Regions from separate parts of the Sus scrofa genome. Here all the other regions are linked to region 1. Evidence: chromatin contacts called from public HiChIP or PLAC-seq and promoter capture Hi-C data. All regions are on one chromosome and are shown on one strand. The core of a region is the stretch at or near the end of the contact, and the rest is flanking DNA. Distances in the headings are between cores, read along the strand shown. Region 1 holds the start of ZNF112 (zinc finger protein 112). Region 2 holds the start of LOC100627091 (zinc finger protein 227). Region 3 holds the start of ZNF180 (zinc finger protein 180).

Region 1 (2,692 bases), core at 74-2,573:
TCAGGTGAGGCTCTGCTGCCTGGAGCCAAAGGGTCGTTCCCTCCTTGCTGCAGCCTTTTCCAAGTCAAGGCAGGTGTGAACCGGAGATCGGCACTTGCTATCAGTCTCTGCGTGGATTGAATCATGAGCTGCTGCAGCTGCAGACCCTCGACATCCCCTGAGAGTCTTCACGGTGGAGATCAGGAGTGAGGCACTCGGTGCCCTGGGAAAACTGGCAGACCAGGTCTTCAGATGGATGTTTTCAGGAGAAGATTTGATGAGCCCAATTCTTGCATCTAGAAAAGCACTCAAACCCTTCAAGGAGACATCTGCTCCTCGAGACTAGCAGCAGCCTTCTGCAAATGTGTCCTTGGTTGCACGTATCTCCCCCTTCATCAAAATCACATATATACCGACCCTCCATCCTACCTCTTTGGGGCAGTTTTTCTGAGCTCTCTGAAATGCTGCCTCCCAGGCTATAGTCCTCATTTTGCCCTCAAATAAAACTTAACTCACAATTCTCATGTTGTGCATTTTTTAAAGTTGACACAGGGAAAAGAACGGAGGCTGAGCAAAATCAGAACTTCATTTGCGCTCCGACATAAATTACAGTGGACGTCCCAGACCACAGCCAGGAGCGACCCTTTCCAAAAAAAAATTCAAAAAATGATTAGAAAACCAGATACAGCCACGCCTTCTTCAGGGATCAGAGAAAGGCCAGGGACACTGAGGCAGGAGCTCTGACCCCATCCCGGGCTCAAAGACGTTTTTGGGGAACTAAGCACTTACTTCTCAAGAAGTTTAAAGATACTAGTAACAAGAGACTTATTTTTGCTCACAAACCAGCCTCTGATTCTTTTCCTGCACATTCTCAGACTAGCCCTATTAGGTAGACACTTATACCAACTTTAAAGAAGAGCAAAAGAAGCAGAGACACTGACATACTCGCCTAATATTATACCGGTGGGAAGCGGCAGCTAGAGCTGGTGGTCGGGTAAAGGGTTGGGAAAGTACAGAACCCAGAAGACCCTCAATCCCAGCGATTTACGGCTCTGGCCTGGGCCCCTAAACCGGGGATGCACCCACAGCCCCGCGCTCCAGAAGGCTCATTCAAAGGGAGCGCCAATTCTGCCCTTCGCTGCCAGCGGATTCTTTGTCCAAGGTCGAGGGCAGGGTCGCTAGTGGCCCACAACAAACCCAAGAACGGCCAGTGTGGACACGAGGAGAGGGGCTCTGCAAAGCTGTGGGAGACTCACCTTTCCGAGAGGAATGAAGGCCGCGGCCTCGCGTACCTGGACCGGAAGTGACTCTGCCTACACAAATCCCCCGGACTACGCTTCCCAGAATTCCCGACGGGAGCAGGGACACGGCCTCAGCTTTCTGTAGCGGAAGTTATCCAACTACAGTGTTGCCGGACTACACTTCCCGAAATTCCCAGGCACTTCGTCGCCTTCCCAGGGCGGAAGTTCCGGCTGCTGTGCTGAGAGTGTGGATTCTACTTCACAGCCTCGCCGTCCTGAAAGAATTCCGCAATTCCCGCCTTCCTGGAGCTGAAATGCTTCCAAAGATAGAGCGGTCTACTATGCATTTATGTATTTTCTCCAGCCGACTATGCACTAAAAGAGCTTTTCTAGAGCGTAATTGTTTCTGATCTTGTGCATCTTCTGAACTGCAATTCCCGAATCTCCTTCCCGGCAGCCCTTTCCGCAAGATTGCGCTTTTTCTTTCGGGTAGTCAACAATTGAATAGTCGATATTCTCTTTAGGAGACTCAGAATAAATTAACTCTATGCTGTTAGTCGAGTTCGGCCTCCCCTTTGCTTTTTTTCTAAAATTTTTTTTCTGTCAAACATGCCAAAAACAAAGCAAACTCCACCAAAGCATACTATTTACCTACCCACCTACCTATCCCAAAAAAATACCCCTAGAAACCAGATAAGTTAGGAATGTGGGAAATAAAAAAAAAAAAAAAAAAAAAAGGGAAGGAAGGAAAGGAGGGAACGTGGGAGAAGGGAATAAATGATATAAAGAAAGCGATTTGTAGGCAAAAAAATGCAATACTAAGAGGAAATTTCGTTGACCTACATTGGGCACTGAATGTAAGGAGTACAGGATCTCAACCTTACTTAGACCGGATTGCCTTTTTTTATTCTACATGGGCGTGAATGCACCTAGAACTCTGATGCTGCTACCTTCCCTGAGCTGTTCGCTCTGTGATGAATGGACATGGATGCTAAGAATACACAAGAAACAGATGCAACCACTGACCAGGACAAAAAGCAGCAGCACGGAGTTCCCATCATGGCGCAGTGGTTAACGAATCCGACTAGGAACCATGAGGTTGCGGGTTCGGTCCCTGCCCTTGCTCAGTGGGTTAGCGATCCGGCGTTGCCGTGAGCTGTGGTGTAGATCGCAGACGCGGCTCGGATCCCACGTTGCTGCGGCTCTGGTGTAGGCCGGCGGCTACAGCTCCGATTTGACCCCTAGCCTGGGAACCTCCATATGCCGCAGGAGTGGCCAAAGAAATAGCAAAAAGACAAAAAAAAAAAAAAAAAAAAAAAAAAAAAAAGCAGCAGCATATGTTTTCCACATATTCTTGGCTTTAATTGCTGATTATGAAATGTGAGTCCTAAGACAAAAGGAGGGAGCTGTATTGATACAGACAAAGCATTATAATATGGGAAGGGATAAATCCTTTATAAAATCTTGAATTT
Region 2 (2,692 bases), core at 93-2,592, 120 kb before region 1:
CTTAGCAACCAGTGGGAGACTGGCAGATGAAGTTCTTCAGTGTTTGTGGCTGGTGTAGCCACTCAACATCCTGAAACAGGGGCTTGCAGTTCAGTTAGATTTTATTCAGAATTCCTGAAATGGATTTAAGGAAACAATAAAGGGGAACAATAGAACCTTTAGTGATCCTTTTATCTCACTTTCATCGGTTGCAAAATTGACCAATTTTTTCATAGCATTCAAAAGTTGACATACAATTATTGATAATATTTTAGATCATTAAAATATTCTAAATAAGAATGACCACCCATAACAAGTTAGCAAATATTCTTCTCAAAGGATAAACACAGGATACATAAATTAGAGACAGTCAAAATGGATACTAGTTAGGTTCCTCACTGCTGAGCCACGACGGGAACTCCATTCTTTTTTTTTTTTTTGGTCTTTTTTTGTCTTTTTGACTTTTCTGGGGCCGCTCCCACGGCGTATGGAGGTTCCCAGGCTAGTGGTCCAATCGGAGCTGTAGCCACTGGCCCACATCAGACCCACAGCAACGCGGGATCGGAGCCGCGTCTGCGCCCTACACCACGGCTCACAGCAACGCTGGATCCTTAATGCATTGAGCAAGGCCAGGGATCGAACCCGAAACTTCATGGTTCCTAGTTGGATTCGTTAACCACTGAGCCGCGATGGGAACTCCTATTTTTTTTTTTGGTCTTCCATTCTTTTTGTATATAAAAAGTATCTAAAAATGCATTATCAAGGCTCTTATCCACCACCCCCCCCTTTTTTTTTTTCCTGGTAGGGTTTCTTACAGTCCTTTTAAGATTCTGACCCTTCAGGAGTTCCTGTGATGGCGCAGCAGAAACGAATCTGACTAGAAACCATGAGGTTGCAGGTTCAATCCCTGGCCTCGCTCTGTGGGTTAAGGATCTGACGTATCCATGAGCTGTGGTGTAGGCTGCAGACACGGCTCGGATCTGGCGTTGCTGTGGGGCTGGCGTAGGCTGGCAGCTACAGCACCGCTAGCCTGGGAACCTCCATATGCCGTGGGTGCGGCCCTAAAAAGACCAAAGATATAAAAAAATAAAGACAATGACTCTTCAAATACTTCCTATCAATGAGAAAGAACTAGGGCAGCTGGCATCAGAGAACTGCTTCAGGTCCTCCGAGTGAAGGTGTCTCTGAAAGTTGCTGGCTGAGAACTCCCTGGAGTTCATGTTGTTCCGTTTCCTTTAGAACCTCTAAGTGGGCGGGGAAGGCCCTTCCTTCCCTTGGAGTTCTGGGAAATGTATTCCCCCAACCCTGTCCCGACGCAAGGGTCTGCGGCCCTTGGTTCATGGGCCTTCTGGGAAGTGTAGTTCCGGGGAGCTCGGTAGTCAGACGCTCTTCCGGCCCGGGAAAAGGACGCAGCCACCATCTTTATGGTCCAGGAGGTGAGTCAACCCTGCTCTCCTACGACCCCTCTGAGCCTTTTCGGCCAGAGCGTGGGGACTAGTCGCTACCTAGTCGGCTGTCTTAGGATGGAGAAGTCGCGGCCCCCGGTGGAGGCTGAGAGGCGGCGGGCGGAAGTGTGGATTCCCTTTGCTTTCCTCCTCCGCTTACGACGCAGCGCTGCTACTTCTACCGGTATAATATCTGGCTAGTTGTTATCCGTGCCCACTGCTTTCCTCTATAAGATAGCGAGAGATGGTAACTGCTGGGTGGGGTTGTGATTAGAATTAAGTGAGATCTGTCAACAGCTTAGATCGCCGGTAGCGCTTAACGTGTTGGCTCTTGCTATTGATACAGTTAATTTTCCCACCAGCGCCGTTTTGACTGGACGCCCCAGTAGCAATGCCATGGCCCTTCTGTCATCCATCAGGAGGCCGAGCTCTTCCCGAGCTTTTACTGATCTCTTTTTAGGAAGCACTGAGTCACTCCGCGCTAGTGCTTGGGGATGTCCGCTGCAGTTCTTCCGGGAGACGGACGTAGTCGCGCTGTCCCACCGCATTGTATTCTTCGCCACTCCTGAGTTCGGAGAGGGGAAGGAGGCCCTTTTTGCCCTCTCTCACCGTAGCCCCAGGTAAATATTACTGAAAGCTCCTTCTTGTTCTGGCATCAGTTCTCAGTTAATCCGCAGGTTTCCTTCATTCAGTAAATTATTACTAAGAAAATGTTATTTGTTGAATAAACCTGAGACTGTTTAATCTGCTTGTTAATATGTATGTTTGGATTTCTCTCCCACTTACATACATTTTAAAGATACAAAAATAAAAATAAATGTTTTAAAGTATATATATGATATATAAATATTTCGTTAAAGTACTCTATATATACTTTAAAATATTCTGCTTATTCATTTTGAAAATCTTTAAAGTATTTTTATAATATATATTCAAATTCACTGTGCTATCCATTTTTTTTCCCTCCTTTATTGTCTTCACTTCAGTTTATTCCCTTTTATTTACCCTCAGCTGATTTGGAAATTATATGGTCTTGTATTCTGACTTTTAAAAATGGTATTTGTGGGAGTTCCCGTCGTGGCGCAGTGGTTAACGAATCCGACTAGGAACCATGAGGTTGCGGGTTCGGTCCCTGCCCTTGCTCAGTGGGTTAACGATCCGGCGTTGCCGTGAGCTGTGGTGTAGGTTGCAGACACGGCTCGGATCCTGCGTTGCTGTGGCTCTGGCGTAGGCCGGTGGCTACAGCTCCAATTCAACCCCTAGCCTGG
Region 3 (2,692 bases), core at 94-2,593, 65 kb after region 1:
CCCTGAGAAGAGAACTCCAGAATCAGGCCTAGGACTTGCACATTCACCAGCCTGGGGGTTCCTGAGCTCATATTAAGGCAGCTCCCATGGGAATTGGGTCTTTTTGCTTCTTACAACCCAAATGTGAGTCCCTGGGTGCCATGAGAGTCCAGCCCCTTCCAGGTCTAAATCTGCAGCCCAGATTCTCTCCCTCTATCAACTGGCGCATCCTCAAGCCTGCAAGCTGAGCTGCCCAGCAAAGGTCCTGGGAACACCTACTTCATAATCATGTGGGCAGCATCTGGCTTCCTCCCCCAACAGCTGTCGATTTGATGGGAGTTGTTGCAACCCTGTCATTCCTGGGCTCCGAGCAAAACTTGTAAGTCCTAGGACTCTGCAGTCTCCTACATGGGTCCCAGGATCACCAGTCCAAGTTCCTGCTTCCCATTCAGGCACCTGTAACATGCGCACGTGCCCTCCGCCTAAATCTGACCTAGGCTCTAGTCCCTCCACCAAGCTAAGAATCTGTAGTCCATCAGCCATTCCCACGGAGGGGAGAAGGGGGTGCAGTCACTGAAGTAGCAGTGCCTCTCCTAAGGCAAGAAACTGCAACTCCAATTTGGTCTGTCCACTACCCAGGGTGCCCCAGGCGTCGAAAAAGAGCGGTGTCTGCTCCAGAATCCCAGAGCCAAGTGTCCAGAACCTCACTTCCCACCTCCTGTTACCTGCTCAAACACACCTGCTCAGGAGTATTGGAAATAATGGCAGATGCCCTCTCCTCCGAGAACCAGCATCTGCAATTGAGCACTTCATCAACCCAGTCATCCTCAGGTCCTCCACTAAGCAAGCCCAGCCTTCGATGAAGGGGAGGCGGGATTCTCAGGCTCTCCCACACAAACCACCTGACGGCGTAACCGCGCACGCGTGCAGGACACAGCCAGGAGATCTTCAGCTTTCCTAGGATCATCACCAACTTCGGCCACCAGAGGCTAAAGCACTGCCACACGGTTCCCAGGGCTCCCACCCACACTCTCAAACGCAGCGTCCCGCCTAAACCCTGCGCATGCGCTCATGGGACGCCCGGCACTGCCCCGCCCCTCACCAACCTGGGCGTCCACCAGCTCCAGGACCAAACAGGGCCCGTCCCAGCTTCAGTGCCCAGCACAGCTCTGCAGCAGGACAAGCTCGGTTAAGCAACTCTCTGCCCCGACTCTGCACACGACAGACTAGGGTTAAGCTAGTTCTGTCCCTTCCCGTGGTCGGCATCCGCAAGGCCTCTCGCGTTAACTTCCAAAGGGCCGAGGTGCGCCGAAACAGAAAGCGTCCGCGCGCAAGACAATGGCTACGCTTCTGGCTGAACCAGGAAGTGCGCTTGCGCTCGGAGAGCCAGAACTACAACTCCCAGAAGCCTCGGCGGCTCGGGCTGCGATTGGGTGGATTCCAGTTCCCCAGAGGCGGCTTGCGCTGGGACGCAGCTACACAAGAAGGGGGCTCTAGGGTTGCAGCAGGGATCTGCGAGTTTGAGTGTCTGAGGTTTTGCTGCCCGCGGAGTGGAAGTAGCAAGATCGGAGGCCGAGCCAAGGCCCTGATGCATGAGGCGTGGCTGGCTTGGAAAAGGCCGCCTCTGGGCTCTGCTTGACGCCCCGGAATGGCAGTGAAAACAGGATCCGGATGGAAACAACGGGGACCCTTCCTGGGCACCTGCTGCCTGGTCAGACGCTCCGCGTGCATGGTCTCCTTTTGTCCTCACGGGAAAGATAGTTGCTACAAACTCATTATACAGCCCAGGGAGCTCCTATCAAGCCCTTCGAGAGTCTGGTTTTGTACTTAATGATAGTGAAGTCCTTTTGTTTTTTAAATTGAATTTTCTCTTTGCTACCTATAAGGGCTTAAGGAGGTTTCCTATCCGTTCGCCTTACTCTTTGTCTTCATCTCTTGACCGTTTTCCAGACTCAGTTCCAGTCACGATGGCCTTTACATTTTCTCCAACAACTCAAGCAGGCTCTCACCTCAGGACTTTGGTGTGTGCTGTTTGCGCTACCTGGCAGGTTCTACCTCTGAGGATTCCCCTATCTTTAGGCTAGTGTCATCTTCTCAAGAGGTATTTCCCCCACCTTCCCCCAACCATTGTAAACTTACAAAAGAAATCTTCACTCCCAGGTACTCCTTGCTTCCTCCCATCTTTATTTTTTTCTCTAAAGAACTTGGAGTTCCCTTTGTGGCTCAGTGGTTAACGAAACCGACTAGGAACCATGGTATGCGGGTTTGATCCCTACTCTCGCCCAGTGGGTTAGGGATCCGGTGAGCTGTGGTGTGGGTCACAGACGTAGCTTGGATCCCATGTTGCTGTGGCTGTGGCATAGGCCAGAAGCTGTAGCTCCGATTCGACCCCTAGCCTGGGAACTTCATTATGCCGTGGGATCAGCCCTAAAAAGCAAGCAGAAAGAAAGAACTTTTCACTGATATTCTATGTACTTTAGGTATTTATTTAGTCTATTGTTTATCTGCCTTTTCCACTGGACTGTCAGCTCCATAAAGGAAATGATTTATATCTGTTTTGATCACTGCCCTATCCCCAGCACCTAAGGTACCTGGCACATAATAGCTGCTCAATTAAGTATTTGTTTTGAATAAAGTTTCCTGGCCCTACATTAAACACTTTAACATCTCACATCACATTAACTTCCCATACCCACCCCACCCAGGGGGAAGC

What was found. Promoter capture Hi-C pulls out the DNA fragments that hold promoters and counts their contacts. HiChIP or PLAC-seq counts read pairs in DNA pulled down with a chosen protein or histone mark.
Region 2: a promoter capture Hi-C map of liver shows a contact between it and region 1, with 4 times the contacts expected there. The contact joins the promoter of LOC100627091 here to the promoter of ZNF112 in region 1. A contact is called at or near these places in 3 of 5 promoter capture datasets (fetal liver, fetal skeletal muscle and liver) and 6 of 47 Hi-C or Micro-C datasets (fetal heart ventricle, heart right ventricle, liver and 3 more).
Region 3: an H3K27ac HiChIP or PLAC-seq map of skeletal muscle shows a contact between it and region 1, with 8 times the contacts expected there. The contact joins the promoter of ZNF180 here to the promoter of ZNF112 in region 1. A contact is called at or near these places in 2 of 47 Hi-C or Micro-C datasets (heart right ventricle and skeletal muscle) and 1 of 2 datasets of contacts at active chromatin or transcription factors (skeletal muscle).

The regions. Positions count from the first base shown.
Region 1 is chr6:50,942,650-50,945,341 of Sscrofa11.1, forward strand. ZNF112 (zinc finger protein 112) reads right to left here and starts at 1,324. Exons shown (of 12, transcript XM_021097547.1): 1 at 1,236-1,324.
Region 2 is chr6:50,818,014-50,820,705 of Sscrofa11.1, forward strand. It overlaps LOC100627091 (zinc finger protein 227), which reads left to right and starts at 1,343. Exons shown (of 4, transcript XM_013988660.2): 1 at 1,343-1,415; 2 at 1,885-2,044.
Region 3 is chr6:51,007,149-51,009,840 of Sscrofa11.1, forward strand. It overlaps ZNF180 (zinc finger protein 180), which reads right to left and starts at 1,344. Exons shown (of 6, transcript XM_003355941.4): 1 at 1,086-1,344.